Linked DNA regions of Mus musculus: all the other regions are linked to region 4. Evidence: chromatin contacts called from public HiChIP or PLAC-seq data. All regions are on one chromosome and are shown on one strand. Each heading gives the region's core, a stretch centred on a gene start, on an enhancer-like site or on the middle of the called end of the contact. The rest is flanking DNA. Distances are from core to core; before and after follow the strand shown. Region 1 overlaps Inpp4b (inositol polyphosphate-4-phosphatase, type II). Region 2 overlaps Inpp4b (inositol polyphosphate-4-phosphatase, type II). Region 3 overlaps Inpp4b (inositol polyphosphate-4-phosphatase, type II). Region 4 overlaps Inpp4b (inositol polyphosphate-4-phosphatase, type II).

The links. HiChIP or PLAC-seq counts read pairs in DNA pulled down with a chosen protein or histone mark.
Region 1: a BATF HiChIP or PLAC-seq map of CD8 T cells shows a contact between it and region 4, with 16 read pairs. The contact joins two enhancer-like sites. A contact is called at or near these places in 1 of 15 datasets of contacts at CTCF or cohesin (CD8 T cells), 2 of 484 Hi-C or Micro-C datasets (CD4 T cells and CD8 T cells), 1 of 115 datasets of contacts at active chromatin or transcription factors (CD8 T cells) and 1 of 9 other capture datasets (liver).
Region 2: a contact with region 4 is called in a CTCF HiChIP or PLAC-seq map of CD8 T cells, with 5 read pairs. The contact joins two enhancer-like sites. A contact is called at or near these places in 1 of 15 datasets of contacts at CTCF or cohesin (CD8 T cells), 1 of 484 Hi-C or Micro-C datasets (embryonic fibroblasts) and 1 of 115 datasets of contacts at active chromatin or transcription factors (CD8 T cells).
Region 3: an H3K27ac HiChIP or PLAC-seq map of regulatory T cells shows a contact between it and region 4, with 5 times the contacts expected there. The contact joins two enhancer-like sites. A contact is called at or near these places in 3 of 115 datasets of contacts at active chromatin or transcription factors (Th2 cells, astrocytes and regulatory T cells) and 2 of 9 other capture datasets (adipose tissue and pancreatic islet).

Annotation. Positions count from the first base shown.
Region 1 is chr8:81,493,509-81,499,245 of GRCm38.p6, reverse strand. The region is part of intron 2 of Inpp4b (inositol polyphosphate-4-phosphatase, type II); the gene reads right to left. Among named protein-coding and RNA genes, the nearest start is that of Gm51582, 150 kb to the right of the region's middle. Within about 2 kb of position 1,310, at least 25 of the 459 cell types and tissues checked have an H3K27ac peak or open chromatin away from gene starts, as enhancers often do. A contact at or near this core is called in CD8 T cells, where this site is marked.
Region 2 is chr8:81,512,497-81,517,717 of GRCm38.p6, reverse strand. All of the region lies in intron 2 of Inpp4b (inositol polyphosphate-4-phosphatase, type II), which reads right to left. Among named protein-coding and RNA genes, the nearest start is that of Gm51582, 170 kb to the right of the region's middle. Within about 2 kb of position 2,342, at least 12 of the 459 cell types and tissues checked have an H3K27ac peak or open chromatin away from gene starts, as enhancers often do. A contact at or near this core is called in CD8 T cells, where this site is marked.
Region 3 is chr8:81,555,113-81,560,672 of GRCm38.p6, reverse strand. All of the region lies in intron 2 of Inpp4b (inositol polyphosphate-4-phosphatase, type II), which reads right to left. Among named protein-coding and RNA genes, the nearest start is that of Gm51582, 220 kb to the right of the region's middle. Within about 2 kb of position 1,807, at least 18 of the 459 cell types and tissues checked have an H3K27ac peak or open chromatin away from gene starts, as enhancers often do. A contact at or near this core is called in regulatory T cells, where this site is marked.
Region 4 is chr8:81,732,715-81,737,952 of GRCm38.p6, reverse strand. The region is part of intron 3 of Inpp4b (inositol polyphosphate-4-phosphatase, type II); the gene reads right to left. Among named protein-coding and RNA genes, the nearest start is that of Gm51582, 390 kb to the right of the region's middle. Within about 2 kb of position 2,137, at least 18 of the 459 cell types and tissues checked have an H3K27ac peak or open chromatin away from gene starts, as enhancers often do. A contact at or near this core is called in CD8 T cells and regulatory T cells, where this site is marked.

The sequences.
Region 1 (5,737 bases), core at 61-2,560, 240 kb after region 4:
CTTGGCCCATGCGAAGTGATACTATTAGGAGGTATGGTCTTCTTGGAGTAGATGGGACCCTGTTGGGGGAAGTACATCACTGAGTTTTTGAGGTGAGTTTTGAGGTTCTATGCTTCAGTTCCATTCAGTATGGAAGAGAGCCTCCTCCTAGCTACCTGCAGAAGAGAATCTCCTTCTGCCTGCCTTCAGATCAAGATGTAGAACTCTCGGCTCCTCTAGCACCATGTCTGCCTGAAAGCTGCCATGCTTTCTGCTATAATAATGGACTGTACCTCTAAAACTGTAAGCCAGTCCCAATTAAATGTCCTTATAAGAGTTGCTTTGGTCATAGTGTCTCTTCAGAGCAATGAAACCTTAACTAAGACAGAAGTGTTGTTTAGAACAGGTTTCCTAACTCCTTCTAGGACTGACCCCTCATCTACACACAAAAAAGATATCAGACCACGCTTAAAGTGGAGCGTGTGGGAGAACAGTACGTGGCCTGCACACTGTCTCCTACTCTATGTGTGAACCTATTTCTATAATTTAGCTAACAAACTTTGAAATATTTCTGATGTCCTATATTGTCAGAAGTGACTGCAAAAAAAATAACCCTCATAAAGTGACACAGTCACTTTAAACCCAAGAAAAAATTTAATAATCCTATCTGAAGCATTAATCTTTGCTAACAGAGACACTTTCTCATAAGTGATAATTCTGTGTTCAAAATTCCATCACAGTGAATAAAAAGTTTCTTCTTTTTAAAAAGATGAGTTAATATCATAGAACAAAGGTAATGAATTTTTCACTCAGTTACATTAAATGGTTGGACATCGATTCTATATCAGCCAGATTTCCTGTTAAGAGGTCAGTATGTAGCAAAGGTGAAAAGATTTTTCTTAAACATATTATTAAGACTAAGGTAAGAGCTTCAGGAAGACAAAAGTAAAATGTACCCCCCCTGTTTTCACAATGAGTCCAGTGAGTGCCATTAAATAATTGAGCATGGGTGGGGTCTGATGCTTACGGTTTATAGTTTATGTGTGTGTGTGTGTGTGTGTGTGTGTGTGTGTGTGTGTGTGTGTGTGTGTGTATGCATATATATATAATTTCTTATGGAATGGTTCAGTTTTATGCAGCCTATCTCATCCCCAGTAGAATGGAAGAAAGTGTACCACTGTTCTTTATATCCATTAGAGGTAATGAGTACTGAAACAGAAAGGGACTTTCTGCTTAGAGATCAAAAAGCTGTTGTTCCAAACCACACAGCTTTAGAGAACACTGGAAACACTCTGGTAGTGAAGAGTTGGCTAGACATGACAGGGACCACGCAGTCTCTGTTTGTTCTGGTAGCACTCATTGTGCCAAAATTTGAGCATAACCATCAGTGTCTGTAGCACTGCCATGTGGAAAACACACATATGCAAACCCTGGCACTCAGTAGTCAGTTGCCATGACTGATCTTGAGAGAAAAAGAGAGTAATACCCCCAAAACCAATGAAGATATCTCAGTAAGAGTGGGTAACACAGGAAGCTCTGTCTATCACAAAGAGGACTCAAGGTGTCACCCGCAATACAGGATGAGTCAAACAGCAAGATAAAGAAGCAAGAAGAGACAAAGCATAGAAACTTGTTGCACAGTAGACACTCTTTTTTAAAAAATAAATCATTTAATCCTTTTTTACAGTCTAGCTGTCATCCCCTTCCCTGTCTACTCTCTGACTGTTCTCTATCCCATTCCATCTTCACAAGGATGCCCTCAATCCCCAGCTCCCCACACCACTATACTTTCCCACTCCCTGGGGCCTCCAGCCTCTTGAGGGTTAGGTGCATCTTCTCTGACTGAGTGGAAACCTGTAAGTCCTCTGCTGTGTATGTGTCAGGGGCCTCATATCAGCAGGTATATGCTGCCAGGTAGGTGGCCCAGTGTCTGAGAGATCTCAAGGGTTCAGGTTAGCTGAGACTGCTGGTCCTTCTACAGGATCACCCTCCTCCTCAGCTTTTTCCAACTTTTCCCTAATTCAACCACAGGGGTCAGTAGCTTCTGCCTGCTGGTTGGGTGCAAATATCTGCATCTGACTCTTTCAACTTCTTATTTGGTCTTTCAGAGGGTGGTCACAATAGGCCACTTTTTGTGAGTTCTCCATAGCCTCAATAATAGTGTCAGGCCTTGGAACCTCTCCTTGAGCTGGATCTCAATTTGGGCCTGTTGCTGGATCTCCTTTACCTCAGGCTCTTCTTCATTTTTGTCCCTGCAGTTCTTTCAGGCAGGAAAAAATATGGGTCAGAGTTTTTGACTGTGGGATGGCAACCTCTGCTGCAGGTGGGCTCTATGAGTTCCCTCTCTGCACTGTAGGGCATTCACTTTAATGTCCCTCCCTTTGAGTCCTGAAAGTCTTCTACCTCCCAGGTCTCTGGTACATTCTCCATCTCCACTCTCCTGAGGTTATCTGTTTCCATTCTTTCTGCTGGCCCTCAGAGCTTCATACCTTAAAAATGTTAACAAGACAAAGAGCGCAAGTGAGGATGCCTCAATCCCACTTGGGAGGAAGAAGAAAGCAATCGCAGAAGGGAAAGGGAGGGACCTGAGTAGGAAAGAGGACATGGAGGGGACGAGAGGAACATGATCAGATATTGGGTGGGTGGTAGCAGACACTCTTGAAATTGAAAGTTACATCATGGATAACTGGAGCTGGAGTTTGGAGTTCTATTGATAGATACTGTGCTGAAACTACTTAGAGATGGCTAGTTTCCAGCAGTAAATCAAGAGAGAACATCTGCTTAGAGAGCTTTAATTACATTGTGTTCTATAGCAAGCAGTGTATACAATGGTAGAGGAATAATATATAATTTAGTAAAACTATCTCTCCATACATACTTTATTTAAATCCTGTATAACCATGATATCTGTCACCGCTTTAAATTCATGGGACAAAAGAAAACTTCATATGAAAATTTCTGAACTTATTGTCATAGAATATACAGAGTTGCAGTTCTCTGCAGGTGTTTGCCATGGACACTAGTTAAAGTTAACTTTCACCAGCACTATGTGCAGAGCCCTGTGTCTTGTTTTTGAGAAGTCCTAAAACACAAGTCCTCCTTCATTATCTTCCACCAGTCTTAGCTCACTCTTTTCAGAGAAGTAAACATGTGGAAGACTGGTTTTCCTTAGTAAATGATGAGAGCAACTCTTCCCTGAGTGTCTGGTCCTGATGTTGCACAAGTTTATTCTTTTCTATCCCAAACCTCTTGAAATAAACAGCAGTTCTCCCTGTACTTTTCACTGCCTACTCATTCTTTGACCCACAGCAATTCAGCTGTATCTCCCTCAAACAGTGCCTTTCTTCCCAAAGGCAAGACTAAACACCAAATCCAATTAATTTCTCTGGTCTTATAGTATTTGGCAGTTTGGAGACATTGGATAGTATAGGCCATTATCTCCCTGAAACTGTATACTCTCTTAATTTTCTTTCTAATCCCTATTTTCAATCACGTTTACTGCCCCTTTCTTTTTCTGATTATCCATAAAACACCACATCTCACATGTCACCATTTATTTCCTACTATAAATCTATTTCCTGTGGACTTACACAGGGCCTTGGTAGTCAAGGTGACTACTTCTCAGCTGCTAATCCAGATCACAGATCTGCGTTGGACAGCTCTTCTCTATTCTCTCAGAGCACCTTAAATTAACATAGGGACTGAATTTATAATCCCCGAGAAGCTAGCTCTTTTCCTTGATTTTCAGTGAACAACAGAGACCGTGCTCAAGCTAAATGATCTAGACAGAAGCCCCAGTAGTATCATTCTTTTCTTTTTCAGTAGTATCATTCTTGCCTGTTATCTTTACATAACCTTGCTATCCTTGAAACAATCAGTCATATTCTCCTCATTTTCCCAAAAGAATTATCGATTCAGCCCAATCCTTTATGGCTACAGAGTGACTGCAAGTAGGACTTTTGTAGCTGATACATGGGAGCATGATTTTCACATGACTTACACATGGAACCATGACTGTAGTTTGAACATAAAGTATCTCCCACAGGCTTGTGTGTTTGAACATTCGATCTCCACACAGTAGTGCATTTTGGGAGACTGTGGGGTCTTTGGAAGGATTGCTAGCTAGAAGAACTAGCTCACTAGGAGGTTGGACTTTATGTGCTCCAGCCCCTATACCCTCTGGTCTGCAAAGATGTACACAAGCTACCTGTTGTCCTTACCACCAAGGACAGCAGCCACTCCTGCCATGCCTTCTCTGTCTTGAAGCTGCAAAGCAAGATAATGCTGCTCCTTCTTGGCTTTCAAGGAATTGAGAAAAGTAGCTAGCCTCAGATTGGAAGCAATAGCACCTTCTAGCTTCTCTAGCTTTCAGAATCAAAATATCAATAAAGTAGATGCTTACTGAAATAGGTGCCTTAGGAAATCCAAACTAGTGGGGACTCGGCAAAAGAAAAAAAAATCACAAGAAGGTGTAAGCCCACTGTAGTATGATGGGAGGGGGTGATAACAAGGAAAGACAAAGAGACATAATGAGCTAAGTGGGTAAAGGAATGCATACAAAAGAGAAAGTTTGTCTTAAGGTATCTGATAGCTTCCAAAAATACATTGTAGAGTCACTCAGACCTGTTAGGAGAAAGTCAAACACAGGCTTGTTTTAGTTAGTCTTCACCTGTTTTCTTTTTTTTTCCCTCAAACTTTACTATTATCTGTCTACCTACTATATTTAGCAAGTATTTGAAAAAGGCCTTATTTTTTTTTTCCTTTGAGCAGTGACTATAATGTATAACTTGAATCCAAACTCCTTGGCCAGGATCGCTCAGAATAGACTCAAAAGAGATCATCTCCTACTTCTGTTGGGAATAACCTAGTATTTCATGGCAATAGACAAACAGTTTAGATGGTCAGATGGAGAATGTGGGAAGATCATGCAAGCATGTGAGATTTATTCAAAGACAGAGCTTCAAAAAACCCTGTTTGACAGTGGAAACTCTGGACCTTCTTCGCCCACTCTAGCTGGTACCTTTGTTGCCCTATATTTAATTCAAGTTTCATGTTGACCTGGGACACTGAGAGAATGTAAGATATAGTCTACAGAGTCAACTAAGCTGAGGGAACTTTATTTCTGTGCTAAACCCTTCCTACTAACCAGGTAAATAAAGCCATTTCCAAATCACTTCTCAAAACTCAAAAAGGGGGTCAGGCATCCCTCCTTTTGTCTTTGCTTTTAAGGATAGTACACCCCAGGAAGATATAGAAAGAAGGGTAGTTTGGTAGACAAAGGGAATGCCCTCTCTCTCCTGCAGAGCCATAGCAGAGATGAAGAATGTATTAATTTTCTTTTTTTCTTCTAAAAGTGAAGATTTTTTAAATTTACTATTTAGTTCAGAGACAGGCAGAGAGACAGAGAAAGAGGCATAGAAAGAGACATACATAGAGAGACAGAGACAGACAGACAGAAACAGAGAGGGGGGAGGGAGAGAGGGAGAGAGGGAGAGGGAGAGGGAGAGGGAGAGGGAGAGGGAGAGGGAGAGGGAGAGGGAGAGGGAGAGGGAGAGAGAATGCTCTCTTTATTGTGCTTTTGTAGACCCAAAATCACTCCTGAAAAATCTTGCATCTTTATTTGAAGCTCTTTAATTTAAATCTTGGGTTACTAAATATTAGGGACCCATATCTGATTAAAACTCAAAGAATAAGAGACTGCAGAATGTTCAGCTCTAAGTGGGCCATCTACATTGTTAACCTCTCCTACCAAAGCTTA
Region 2 (5,221 bases), core at 1,093-3,592, 220 kb after region 4:
ACCAGGATGTCATTGTTATCATCTTCATATCAATTCTACCTGCCCTCCAGAATCACTCTCTGGCCTCTCCCCTCATCTGTAGAACCTGTGGTCTACCATGGTAGACTTCACTAAGTTCCTCTAGGTTTATTTGCCCAGAAGGGAACACAACTATCCTACCACCCTTAAACTCCATACTCACTTCCCTATGACCCCTGGCCTGTGGATAAACAGCAAGCAGCATCTACACTTTGCCTGTTTGTACCTCTCTATTTCAAATTCAGTCTCTCTCTCTCTCTCTCTCTCTCTCTCTCTCTCTCTCTCTCTCTCTCTCTCTCTCTCTCTCTCCTTAAGTAATAGTAATTTTTTATTGTGTCCCTATAACATCAGATTAACTTCATCACCAGAATGAGTAGTTTAATCAATTCTAAGTCATTCTGCTTAGCTACTGCTAAAGGCCATGTCCTTATTTCACCTGACTCACACTGGCTGCAAGCAACATAATTTGTTTTCTTCTCAAATATAGAAATGAAAGTAAGCTTTCAACAGGAGATCATGCAGAGCAGTTTTATCTTCCTCTATGACACTGTTAATGTCATTTTGTCTTGCTGTAATTTCTTCCTGTAATATTTTAAAGAAAACAGCCAATTCCAGAGTCCCTCATTGCTTGGATGCTTCCTGAATGTATCTCAGTCACTTGTGTGCCTCTGTTGTATCTACTGGAACCTCTAACAAGAGATACAGATCTATATGCTAGCTTTACATGTTTCTTTGCTGTGGGATCTTTGAAACACAGATTGGCACCCAGGACCAAGCAATTTTCCCACATAATAGCAAAGCATATGTGTGCAATGACCTCAATTTTCTGAACAATATCTTCAGCAAAAAATTATATTGTTTTCTTTTAATAGAAAGTGCTAAATTGCCCACTGTAACGTATTTTATTAGTTTCAAACATAAAATATGATTCTTTAAAGAATTACTCAAACTCTATTCCAGGATTGTTTTAGAACAAGAAGCCATAGCATATTTGAAAGGTTTATGGTATGACTTAATTGCATTAATTCTCAAGATGTGTTACTTACTTCTTCAAAGGTAATCATAGAGGATATATCACAATACATTAGGATTCTAGGTTGCCACAAAGTCTCACTATTACTTTACACAAACATTTCTGAGTGAATTAATCCTATTCTACGTAAATGTATGTTCAGACAAACTAAGAAAGTATTTAAATATTAGTATTCATCTTCTCCATTCCTGATACTAAATTACACCCCAAACTCATGTAATTTTAAGTCAAATGAATTGTCTCTACCTTGTAAGATGGACAGATAGATAAGAGATAGATGGTAGATAGATGATGGATAGATGATAGATAGATAGATAGATAGATAGATAGATAGATAGATAGATAGATAGATAGATAGAGATAGGAAGAGATACTACTCTCTACAGCACCAAATTAATTGGCATTTACACATTTACTAAATCTTTTCTAGGATACATTACCTTCTATATCTCCATTCATGGCCCTTTGTATTTTTATTTAACAAGCAATGGCATTCTTAGAAACATTGTGCAGGGAAAAAAGATCTACTCAGCATCTAACAGAACCATGATGAGAAATCGGGGTCTGGTCCTTAAGTCCCTTTAGGGCACAATGGAACATTTTTTATTGATCCATGAATATATGAGATGACTGTGTTGCAAGGCACGGACACACTGGATTAGACCTTTGAGTCACAAGGTATCCCACAGGTAGAATCAGGATGACCTGGAGTGCCCTGACATGGCTGTAGCATGGGGAGAAAGATTTCAGATGGTCTTTTGATTCTTTTAGATTAGGAAAAATCATGTAAGGTAAGTAATTCTAGCTGATATTGTACAGAAAAGATCTGTGGGGATGGGTGAAGGGTTTTTAACTAATCTTGATACTCTTTTACTTCTTCTTGTGCCAGCCTCTTGGGTAGGTTTTATTAGTTGTCTCCCTGCTTCTCCATCAGTCCCCACAGGATACCTGACTGCCTGCAAAATTTTCTTCACTTAAAAAGACTATGTATGTTGGGGGCTCACTGTGCTCTTGATTTAGTGTCGATTTAACATGGAAACAATCTTGTAAGAAATCAGAGCTCTCCTGCAGAGAGCAGCTGGAGAAATGGCAGAAGGGCCAGAGAAGGAAAGGTAAGTGGTCACCTCCTCTCAACCTAGAGGGCCTCCCCTGGCTGCTTCATCTTCATTAGAGAAGCTAATTTAAACTCTTAAAACACATCCCAGCATCCCCTTTCCATTCTGGGCAGTGATGACAGTGAGCTCTTCACATAGCACAGCCAGGACTAAGAAATGAGCTCAGACACCCCAGCAACACACCAGCCACATTTCCCTCAAAGATATTTTTAGACAATACCGAGAAAGGGGTTTATAGAAAGTGACTTGTCTTTTGTCAGTCTGCCTATTCAAGTCCTGATAGATAATGATGCATTCTGTCCTGTATATGAGGCTCAGCTGACCTGCAGAACCGAACAGGGATAAGCACTTAAGAGGAATCATGTGCCCAGATTCATCACCAGACATCAAGGACAATGGGACCATCACCACCCTCTTCTTATCCTGATGTTATCAGCAGTTGCAATGTCACCACATTTCTATCAAAGCCTGGTGAAATAGCTCAGAGGGAAAAGTAACCTTTCTGTCACGGGGACTTCAATGTGTCTGTGATACCTTTGCAAAAGAGGAAGGGAAAGTGAATTCAGCAACGATTCCATTCCCATTTCCAAACATAGCACAGGTTCATGGCTAGGATATAGATTTCTCTAAAGAGGATGCTCAGATTAGCACTTCTAATAAAGTCAAGCTGTGATGTCTGTGTTTAAAATCAAGTAGAGGGAGATGAACTAACGGAGAAAATCACATGTACTAGAGTCTATGATGCATCCTGATTTGGGAGCAACAGGAGATTAAAATCTTAGTTGCTTGGTCATTCCTGATGAAGACAAGCTCAGTATGCCTTCATTTGACTGAAGAATCTGCTGGGTTCACTCTTCTCTGTGTTTCCCTGGGCTAGATCAGAAAGCCAGAGACTGAGGTGGCTATGTCTCTACTACAAAGTCTTGAAATTACTCACTGAATTAGACATGCCACTTTGCTCACATGACCTCTTACCAGTTGCTTCATATAAAACACAGAGGAAGAGTGAAACTGCCTGGGTCAGACAGTCCATAATCATATATGTTCTATACTCTTCTCCATCTCAAGGTCACTCTGAAATAGTGGATGAAGCAGAGGACCTGAGACTTACCCTCACTTCTCACTCAATATCTATGACAAATTACCCAGTGTTCTTGAAACAGAAGCACTGCCTCTTCATAACTGGAGGGAGAAAAACTTTTGGATCATGTGACATCATTTTTTTCTGGAATTACTATTCAGAAGCCAGCATGTGACCAGATAGATTGGAGTCTTATTTCTTCAACAATTACTTTTAATGTATTGTTAGGACCAAAACATACATTCTCACAGGACTTTGGACAGAAGAAGAACTTTGGACAATTGACGGTTGTTGACAATGGCAGAATCAGTAAGCCCCAAGAAGTCAGCCTAAATACCTATGAGCAAAAGTAAATGATTTCAGCAGGTTGTACTAGTTAACATGTGTGTGCATACATGTGTGGGGGGGTGTGTGTTATAATTAAAGAATAAAAGAATAAGAAACTATGAATTTGAGGAGTGGAAGCGATATGGTTGAGAATGGAGGGAAGGAGGAAGAGAATGATATAGATACAGCACTTATATAGAGAATTCTCAAAAATAAAAAATAAAGAATTGAAATAGAAATATCTAGGATTTCATAATTTCTGCCTTCTACTTGGTAGAAAGATTAATAGTTTTAAGATCTCTGGAGAGATGGTCCAGTGGATAAGACTGCTTCCTGAACAAGCATGAAGACCTGAGCTCAAATCTCCAACATCCATCCAAAGCCAAAAATGACTACACATCTCTGTGATCCCAGAACTGTGAAAGATAGAACCAGGAAGATTGCTGGAGTTTGCGTGTCCCTAGCCTGGCTCTAGGGTTACTGAGAGACCTTCTTCCAAAGAAATAAGGCAGTGAGTGACAGAGCAGGACATCCTTGAGTTAGGAGTTGATGTAGGAGTTCAGGCACACTGGCATGTGCTCCAGCACACTTGTGCATAAAAACCACACAGACACACACCATTCATACATACACAAAATAATTTTAAACAAAATTGGATTACATTTACTAAATTTGATGTCTTTTAAAAGACTCTTGTAAAATAACCTTGCTTTGGTTACACACACAAGGAAATAAAACAACTAAATCTTCTCAAGAAAACGTTTTCTCCCCAGGGAGCAAACACCCAAGAAAAGCCACCGTTTTCTATAAGAACTTTCATTTCCCTACCAGTCCAGTAGTTAGGTCTTGGAGAATAAAGGAGAAGATTATTCCAGAATCAACAATGTTGAGAATAGTTACAAAACCACAAAGCAAGTTGTGGTTTAAACATTCACTTTTAATTTAGTTTTAAACAATACCTATCCCTGCATAGTAAAATTATAATTATATTTAAACTATATAAAGTATTATTTGACAAATTAAACTCCCATTTAGAGACATTGAAGTCTTGGCCCTGTTTCATGACTGCACAAAGACATAGCATTCTGCAGGGGATGTCCAACAAAACAAGAGCTGAAAATGCACACATGGATCTTATAAAGCTCTGCAGAAGCTGAAGCATGGGTGATCTTAACCAGAAAAACCCAAACAGACAACTCTGCCAAATTCAATAGCTATTTTCTTTTCCTGAAAATAAAAAAAAAATAAGATAAGATGAATTCATACAATAAACTTGAATAATGCTGAAAACAATCTTTCTCAGGCTGGAGATCTAAATGTATCTTGTACATTAATGCGTTTTTCTAAGCAAAAGACCAAGTATAATAGAGCTGTCACTTTCCTGATGCAATTATCTGAAAATTAGTGGTTTATTTGTAAAATACTATGTACAAATCTATGATTGGAAATAGAGGGTTGGGAGAATAATAAGATGCATCGTGTTTTTAGCAGCATGCTACAAATGTAGAAGCCTACCCAGCAGCTATGATTTAATAGACTGTGCAGCAGAATTTAAATCAGTTGTATAATGTTCATTAAGACAGCTCCAGTGTTCTTTCTAAATGAGCACTGAGTTATCTCCAATCAAATCTCAGTTGTCAGGCATAG
Region 3 (5,560 bases), core at 558-3,057, 180 kb after region 4:
GGAAAATACCTAATTTAAAAAATGAAACATTAGAAAAAAGAAAAGAAAAAAAGAACACAGGCAGAACATTTTAATCCATGCCCATAATCATGGCTTCTGTTTTGTTTGGTGGCTTTCAGCATCCTACACAATTTCTTGTGGGTTAAAAGGCAGCCAGTGTCCTGCCCAGGTCTTGAGCTGCTGGACAAGGCAGAACACGGAAGTTGTGACTGCACCCCACCCCCACATGCAGATGCAGGACGAGGGTCAGGCTGTGAGATGCTGTAGGATCCCGCTCCAGGGGTGGGGAGGCACAGTCTAATGTCCCCGTGGACTTGGCAAAGTTGACTCGGAGTCCTGGCCAGCATGAAGGCTGAGCATGGCAGGTCCTCAGACTCTTGGGCACCACAGATGTCGCTGGATGCAGCAGAAGTGCTGAGAACAGAGTGGTGGCCCGCAGGTTGGATATAGCCAAGGTGAAGGGAAAAGGGCAGGAGGAGGGCTCTGGCTGGGTCCTGTGGGGAGGAGAGAGTCCTTGGCTTGGCTCAGCAGTGATGGTGACCATCGCTGGGAATGCAGAGAGGCCTCCTGAGGGAGATTAGACATTGCTCTTTAGAGAAAAACCTGCTCCATTGTTTCCCACAGTGGATCCAAATAAGAGACAGTCCATGGTTTTAAAGCACTTATTGTCATGGTAGATAATTCTGATAAGTGGAACTGTACCCCATTTTTCTCAGGGCAAGCCTGAGGTAAAATATTTTTTGCAGGGAGGAGTGTCGGGGAAGGGGAGCTTAATTGACTAAGCCCTTCAGACCTTTAGGTGCCTCATTAAAATGGGGTCTGTCTTGAGGCTACATGATCTGTGGTCACATCCTCTACCTGTGGAGGGCTTGAGGCATTCCCTTACATGACTGATGTCCACAGACCCATGAAGTGGAGAGCTGTGGCCTCCTGTCTGGAACCTGTGTCTAGGAGTGTGACAAAACACCTACTGTCCCTTGCAGGCTACGGTCACCTTCTGGGGCACTGGGGTTTTAAACCTAGCTCAACCAGAAACCAGGCTGCCTCTCACAGTCCCACAATTTTTCTCTAACATCGAATATAAATGTGAAATAAGGTAATGAGGGTGAAGTATGAATTTCTTTCCCCCTATATTAAGCCTACTCACCAATTTAACAGCAGACAAATAAACAATGTGGATCAACTAAGAAATTAGAAAACTGTATCAATTTCATTCAGTCCCATTATAGCTTGTGGTAAAGCCAACAATGATTACAACTATCCACCAACTGTACAGTCCTTGCACAGTAGATTCAGCACTGGACATGTATCAGCTACAACTAGTTTTACCTTGCAAGAGACAAGAGAACACTTTGGATGACATTGTCTGTAGGCATATATTTTCACAGCCTACTTCAATAAGGGTTCAACCTCCATTCTAGCCCACCATTTACCAGAAGTAGTGGGAAAAAAAGATTATTAGAATACATGGGAAGTGGACATGTTTAGAAATAGTCCTTTGGGGTGATTGCAATCTTCGTTGTTCTCAGTCCAGTCCACTAACAAACACCAAACACAAATCAGCAGGAGTCATTCAATCCAGAAGAAACTGTGAGACTTGTCAACTGGCCCAAGTCCACAGAATTGACAAAAAGGAGCAGTACCTTCACGAGGAGAAGTTCTACTGTGAGTTTCTCTCCACAGTCACCACAAGCTAAGCTCATCAATGCCATGTAAGGCAAACCAATTTATGTGCATCATTAGTGAAGTCTAGTGATGCAGAGCAAGGCAAGCCAACACTCCAGCTCCCACTGTCTGAGGGGCCACATTTACATTCTTTCTAAACATCACGTGTACTTTCTCATTTCTGCTATAGCAAAACATCCTTTCACCTGTGCCTGCTTCATTAAAATATTCTTTCACACGTTTGCTTTAGCAAAACATCCTTTCACTTATGTGCCCCAGCAAAACATCATTTAACGTAACTGACTTTCCAAAGAAACCAGAAGTTTCCATTTCAATTGTTTGTACTTCTACAATATTGACATATGTATGGGTCATAGCATTGATGTGGTCAAAGAACCATGCGTCACTCCAGTGCTACTCAGTGGAATTTAAAGTGCAACTTACTCCTCATTCCTAAGATCTGTCAAGCATCTCTCAACTTATTTCACACGGATAAATAGGAAGATCATCTCTACTAGGTTATGCAACTGTATGGATTGTATATGATAATGATACTCATAAAATATATAACTAACATACTATGTTTTCCATATCCACAACTCCATTCTAAGCACTATTGCATAGCATAACCCACTTGTATTTAAAAATGAAAAACTTCTATAAATCAGTACTATTATTTCCCTTCTGTCATAGGTAGGAAAGCATCAACATCCCACCTTTTCATATATATATCTGAGAGAGTGAGAGATTCATATATCTATATCATCTCTATCTATCTATCTATCTATCTATCTATCTATCTATCTATCTATCTATCTATCTATGTCTATATCTATATATCCTTCTTTTTATTCCTTTATGTGTTCTCCAGGTGAAATCCTGGAACTAGTGTATGCTGGAAAACAACTCATTGGGCTGTATCCACCTCTATTTTTCCAATTTTTAAATTGGGACACAAAATCTGGCTAAGTGTCCCAGACAAGCTTTGAACTCTCTTTATAGGTCAGGACTTAAACTTGTGATCTTCCTGCTTCTGCCTTCCAAGTGGCCAGAATTACAGGTCTAACAACATTATGTAATTAACAAAGGTCATATGTTAATTGATTGAAAACTAAGAACTGACGTTCAGTATACCCACCCCAGAGTCTATTACCTTAACACCAGCATTACCTTAATTAAGCAATTCAGCACAGTGTAGATCTCCATTTGTAGCTGTGGCTGTAACTGCAGTATTAATATTTTGTATGGACTTCCAATAAGCTGCATATTGTCCAGGGCTATAAATGTTAATGAAGTAAATAAAACTATTTTGCCAACACTTCATTTTTGTCACATTTTTCTTTTAACAACGCAATAAAGACATAAAGTGTTAATGTCCTTCCCATTCATCAAAAAATGAAACTTCCACTGTAAAAACATCCCATCTCTTACTCTCTCTTTCTCTCAATCCAGAGCTCTAGATGGAGATGTCCACCTACATTCTGACATTTTAAGATTTATATCATCCTGAACATACTGGATATAGCAAAAACTAACTGAATGCATAAAAGAAATGGGGCATAAAACAGAATGAAGTGGAAGATTTGAGCTCATTCTAGTGAATGAATTGTCTTTCCTTCAGAAGAGGCATGAGGAAGGGACCCAAGGGAGGAGAAAGAAAAGGAAGGGGGTGTAGTAGGTTGGCCTGATGCTTCTTAGACTCTAATGCTAATACCCAGCCCCCAAGACTAGCCAGAGATGAGAGAGTCCACACTTAAGATGATAAGTGACCCTGCCCTCAAGTTATTTCTGATTGGTGAATAAAATTGCCAACAGTAATAGCTGAGCAGAAGAGACATAGGTGGGCTTGAGGTTGGAAGAGAACCACAAGGAAAGAAGAAGGAGGGAGAAGCTGCCATGGGTAAGGAGTCAAGAAAACACAGCCCTAAGTGTTGGCTAATTGGAGTTAAGAGCAGACCTAAAGCTGTACTACAGAGCAATTGTGATAAAAACGGCATGGTACTGGTATAGCAACACACAAGTAGACCAATGGAATAGAACTGAAGACCCAGAGATGAACCCACACACCTATGGTCCCTTGATCTTTGACAAGGGAGCAAAAACCATCCAGTGGAAAAAAGACAGCATTTTCAACAAATGGTGCTGGCACAACTGGCAGTTATCATGTAGAAGAATGCGAATTGATCCATTCCTATCTCCTTGTACTGAGGTCAAATCTACGTGGATTAAGGAACTCCACATAGAACAAGAGACACTGAAACTTATAGAGGAGAAAGTAGGGAAAAGCCTCTAAGATATGGGTACAGGGGAAAAAAATCCCTGAATAGAACAGCAATGGCTTGTGCTGTAAGATCGGGAATCAACAAATGGGACCTCATGAAACTGCAAAACTTCTGCAAGGCAAAAGACACCATCAATAAGACAAAAAGGCCACCAACAGATTGGGAAAGGATCTTTACCTATCCTAAATCAGATAGGGGACTAATATCCAATATATATAAAGAACTCAAGAAGGTCGACTCCAGAAAATCAATTTACCCCATTAAAAAATGGGGCTCAGAGCTGAACAAAGAATTCTCACCTGAGGAATACTGAATGGCAGAGAAGCACCTGAAAAAAATGTTCAACATCCTTAATCATCAGGGAAATGCAAATCAAAACAACCCTGAGATTCCACCTCACACCAGTCAGAATGGCTAAGATAAAAAATTCAGGTGACAGCAGATGCTGGCGAGGATGTGGAGAAAAAGGAACACTCCTCCATTGTTGGTGGGATTGCAAGCTTGTACAACCACTCTGGAAATCAGTCTGGTGGTTCCTCAGAAAATTGGACATAGTAGTACTGGAGAATCCTGCAATACCTCTCCTGGGCATATATCCAGAAGATGTTCCAACTGGTAAGAAGGACACATGCTCCACTATGTTCATAGCAGCCTTATTTATAATAGCCAGAAACTGGAAAGAACCCAGATGTCCCTCAACAGAGAAATGGATACAGAGAATGTGGTACATTTACACAATGGAGTACTACTCAGCTATTAAAAAGAATGAATTTATGAAATTCTTAGGCAAATGGATGGACCTGGAGGGCATCATCCTGGATAAGGTAACCCAATCACAAAAGAACTCACACAATATGTACTCACTGATAAGAGGATATTAGCCCAGAAACTTAGAATACCCAAGATATAAGATACAATTTGCTAAACACATGAAACTCAAGAAGAACAAAGACCAAAGTGTGGACACTTTGCCCCATCTTAGAATTGGGAACAAAACACCCATGGAAGGAGTTACAGAGACAAAGTTTGGAGCTGAGACAAAAGGATGGACCATCTAGAGCCTGCCATATCCAGGGATCCACCCCATAATCAGCTTCCAAACGCTGACACCATTGCATATACTAGCAAGATTTTGCTGAAAGGACCCAGATATAGCTGTCTCTTGTGAGACTATGCCGGGGCCTAGCAAACACAGAAGTGGATGCTCACAGTCAGCTATTGGATGGTTCACAAGGCCCCCAATGGAGGAGTTAGAGAAAGTAACCAAGGAGCTAAAGGGATCTGCAACCCTATAGGTGGAGCAACAATATGAACTACCCAGTACCCCCCAGAGCTCGTGTCTTTAGCTGCATATGTATCAGAAGATGGCCTAGTCAGCCATCTGTGGAAAGAGAGGCCCATTGGTCGTGCAAACTTTATCTGACTTAGTACAGGGGAATGCCAGGGCCAAGAAGTGGGAGTGGGTGGGTGGGGGAGTGGGTGGGGGAGCGGGTGGGGGACTGCCCCATCTGGGGATCCATCCCATATACAACCACGAAACCCAGACACTATTGCATATTCCAGCAAGATTTTTCTTACAAGAGCCTGATATAGCTCTCTTTTGTGAGGCTATG
Region 4 (5,238 bases), core at 888-3,387:
AATTTGTGAACAACTGAAGCTTTCAGATAATAAACAAGGCAACAGTCAAAGAAGCAGATTTCAATTTAAGCATGTGGTCCTAGGGTAACAACTTAGAAAGTGCTTGAACGTAGTGTATAGATTCTCAAGAGAGAGACTCAGGCTAGAGAAAAATACAGACACACACACACACACACACACACACACACATTCAGAAACACTGGCTAATGGCTAAGTCAATGTAATGTATAAGTTTGCTAAAAATGCATAGAATGAGAAGAAAGGTTTAAAGAATCATAAGATACAAAGATATTTAGTGGGATAACTAGTGTTTCCTATGGAAACAAAGCATAAAAAGTAATGAGGAAATCTAGAGACTGGAGTACAGAAGAAAACAATGGAAAACTGCCATTATTCTGTTGAAATGTTAGCTGGTAAGAACTAGGGTCATTGAGTAGAGACTGGGCTATTTCTATGGGCAGATATGAGAGTAACTGATTGATGGAAGGAAACAGGAAATAGTAAGATAAAGTATAAAACAAACAGTCTGGTTTAAGAAAGGAAGATGAACAGACACTGGCAATAAGACAAGGGTCACACAGGAAGCTGTAGGAACTTTAGTATGCTCTCCAAAATGACCTTATTTCCTGTTGAGAAAAAAGATATATTCACATATTCATAAATTAAATATAGGGAAAATTTCCCAATCCACCTTGAAAAGCTCAGACCACATAAGTAAAGATCAATAAATCCATATTTCTAATTAGTGTTTTTTTTCAACTTGACAAAAACCTCAACATATCTAGGAAGAAGGAATCATAATTGAGAAAATGCCTCCATAAAACTGGGATTTCTGCAAGTCTGTGAGACTATTTTTTTGTTAACGATTGATGTAGGAGAGACAAGGACAACATAGACAGTGGCACCACTGAACAGGTGGCCCTGGGGTGACCAAGAAAGCAAGCTGGCCAAATATTAAAGACAAAGACAATAAGCAGCATTCTTTCATGATCTCTGCTTTAGTTCTTCCTCTATATTTCTTCCTTGAGTCCCTACCTTGATATGGATCCTATGATCGGCACATATACACTGAAGTAAACCCCTCCTCAAGTTGATTTTGGTCAGCATCTGTTATAAGAGTAATGCAAATCAAAGATATCTATCAACAGTAACAGTTGTTGTTATTATTATTATTATTATTATTATTATTATTATTATTATAACAGTATTGTCTGTGAACAAACAATACTGTAGCAATGAAAAAAACCAGAATACACATCTAGAAAATAGACACAGAACTTTCAAGCTTCCATTTGCAAAGACTTAAGAGAAAGAGCCTTACCCTATGTCAAGAAAAAGTCAGCAATGTATACAATCAAAACTTTCCAAAAATGTTGAAAGGTCATCAATCAATCTGAATCTAGAAAACACATTGGACCAAGAATGAGGAGAAGAATGCCAGGCCACACACTGGTAGTAAAAACTCAGTCAGAATGTTTGATGAATTACTAATAGTCAGTTCAGAGGTAGCATCAGATATACAAGACCCACAAGTCAAGGGTTGTCTAGACTCATTAATAGATTCTCTGTCTTAGGCATCACTCAGGTACTTATAAAAAAAAACACCACAGAGCTGAGTGGGTGTCTAGAGACTGCACCTCTTTGTGACACATACCCATGGGAGGAAGAGCAGTCATCTCAGAAAAAGAACATAGCACTACCCTCATCACATCCAAACAGTGCAGAAATAACAGGTCCGTCCATGATGCTACACACCTAGACCCATTGCAATTATGTAGTGGAAACAGATAAAGAGAGGGAAATCTCAGGAGACAGGGTCAGTAAGGACTTTCACATGCTTTATTACAGTGCTCCAAGATCAAAGAGCTTACTATGTGGTGTGGGCTCTAAGGTGTGGGCTCTAAGAAGATAGTAGAGGACATTCCTACCTGACTCCTACCCCCACCTCAACAGACTACCGAGTGCTAATGATACTTGCACACCACTAGTAGAGACACGACAGCATTGAACAGTGAACTTCTCTCCCAGCAAAAGCCTAAAGTTGAGAGCAGAGAGCAAAGTTTCCATTCATTCAGCCCTCCCTCTACTAAGTAATAGCAACACCAAAGGAACATGCAGTTAGTTCAGTTATGCACTGAGGGTTGTCATAGAAACTATACCAAAGCCCTGCTAAGCTACTTACTAGACTGATTCCACCTCCTCTGTACAAACAGTAAAGGCTTAGAAGTAAAACTGGGATGTCTACCTCTAGTCATGAACACTCTTTTGCTGAGACTCAACTGTTCTACATAGCACACAGATAAGGAAGAAGAGGTAAATGAACAAGGAAAAGTAGGAGGAGCAGGGAAAGGAGCAGGAGAAAAACGAGGAAGAAAGGAGGAGGAAGAGGATGGGAAGAACAAGGGGAAGAGCAGAAGAAGCAGGGAGGGGGAGCTAAAACAAGAAAATTATTTTAAGAAAAAAATGTAGGAATGTCATCTAAAAAGTCAGATCTAGACAGTACACAAATGCTGAAACGATCAAAAACCAAATCAAAAGAGATAATTCTGAGGCTATAGCAGAAAATTCTACACAACTACATGAGAAATGTTAGCAAAGACAGAAACAGCAAAACAAATAAAGTTAATATTAAGAATGTAAAATACACTGAGTAGCACAATGAAGACTGTTTCTGGCAGACTGATGTATAACTGTGTCATAACCTACAAACTAGGAAACCAGAACATAGGTCAGTAGAATCCACCCAAACAGAGTCATGGAAAGCAAAGAGACTGGTGACATGTGGGTGACAACACCAAGCACATTCTATCTCTCAGGGGAGAGAATGGAGCAAATATTTGAGGCAGTACTGACTGAGATTGCTCCAAAAATGATTAAAGGCATTGACACACATATCCAAGCTCAGCAAACATTATAAAAGATAATAGACCCCTATACACCAGTAGGCATATCTCTCTCTCTCTCTCTCTCTCTCTCTCTCTCTCTTCTCTCTCTCTATGTCTCTCTATCTTTCTCTGTATCTCTCTGTCTCTCTGTCTCTGTCTCTCTGTCACACACACACACACACACAGTATAAGTCTTATTCATAGCATTGAACACCAATCACAGGGAAAATCCAAGCAAAAGAAAACAAGTTGAGAAACACAATGGCTTCACGCTAGAAGCTATGCATTACAGAAAAAAACAAATGGTGTCTTCTGTGTTCTGAAATTAGAAAACCCATCAACCCAGCATTCTACACAAGGAGGAAGCAACTGCTAAGTGCTGTTGTGTGCTAACAGCTCTTATCCAGAAATAATGAATGACAACCTCATTATCAGCATTTCAAAAAACCTTAAGAGAAGTTCTTCAAGCATAACAGACACATGCAGGTCTATGAAATAAATGAGCAGCTCCAGGATGGCACAAAGAAAATAGAAGTTAACTTCATTTCCTCTTGCTTCTAATAAGGACAAAAGATAATTGCCTAAGGCAGATATGAACATTGTCTATTCCTACGGTAAGTGTACAAGGTCCTGGGCTGGTCCTGCGGCACCGAGAACAGAACAAAAATTAAAGAAAAAGCAAATGGTTTGTGGGCCTTATTTTTGTTGTTGTCGTTACAAAAATGCTCAACTTAGTTGTTTCAATGTAAAATCAGCCACTGATAATATATAAAATACAGGCATGCTATACTGATAAACTTTACAGACAAAACTCACTATAATCTGGATTTGACTTGTAAGCCACAGACAGCAACCACTAGTTTAAAGCAAAAATAATATAAAAGTATTTTTGCTTAAATCATCTAAAATATAAATATGAATTGTGTGTGTGTGTGTGTGTGTGTGTGTGTGTGTGAAACCAACACTAAAAAGCACAAGAAGCACTGATGTATATATTGAACTGCTTATATATTAAGGGTATAGAATATGATTATTCTACTAACACATTAGAAGGTAGACACTGGGTTACCTCACTCAGGATGATGCCCTCCAGGTCCAACCATTTGCCTAGGAATTTTGTAAATTTTCTCCTTCTTAGAATTAGAAAAAATCACCCATGGAAGGAGTTACAGAGACAAAGTTTGGAGCTGAGACAAAAGGAAGGACCATCTAGAGACTGCCATATCCAGGGATCTATCCCATAATTAGCCTCCAAACGATGACACCATTGCATACACTAGCAAGCCTTTGTTGCAAGGACCGTGATATAGCTGTCCCTTGTGAGACTAGGCCGGGGCCTAGCAAACACAGAAGTGGATTCTCACAGTCAACTATTGGATGGATCACAGGGTCTCCAATGGAGGAGCTAGAGAAAGTATCCAAGGAGCTAAAGAGGTCTGCAACCCTATCGGTGGAACAACATTATGAACTAACCAGTACCCCAGAGCTTCTTGACTCTAGCTGCATATGTATCAAAAGATGGCCTAGTCGGCCATCACTGGAAAGAGAGGTCCATTGGTCAGGCAAACTTTATATGCCCCAGTACAGGGGAACACCAGGGCCAAAAAATGGGAATGGGTGGGTAGGGGAGTGGGGGGGGAGGGTGGGGGGGCTTTTGGAATAGCATTGGAAATGTAATTGAGGAAAATACGTAATAAAAAAATTAAAAAAAAAGAAGGTAGACACTGAAGAATTGCACTGACTATGACAATTATGAGATAACCATTAATGACATTTAAATGTGTGCAATAAGCTAATAATGGAGATATAGTAGAATAAAAATTTTAAATGCCTCTGTAATTTTAAAAAACAGAAAAAAACTAGAATATATTGAATCTAGTGACCATAATGGTTTTAATCCAAACATCAATTAATTATATTACTTTGAATTTATTTCACATACACACCAGTTTTTAGAACTAAGATATGCAGAATAGAACATGCAAACTCTATTTCACAGCTATGTTTAATTATTTTTGTTACATTTTAATATGATATTATAGATAGGTAAGAAGCAAAAGGATGAGAAAACATGTATACTCCAAACACTCATCAGAAGAAGGCTGGGGTCACGTCTCAAATACTGAACACAATTTATTATATATCTACTAATTTTAACAGGGTCATTGTTAGTTTTAAAATGTTAATCACCAAAAGGCAAAATAAGCCTAAATAAGTCATATGTGAATAATCTGATATAAATCTAACAGGAAAAGAAATAGATACACGCAGAGTTATATCTGAAGAAATCAATGTTCCTCTTCACTATAGAGGTAGACAAACAATCCTACCAACAAAATCACCTATCTTACAC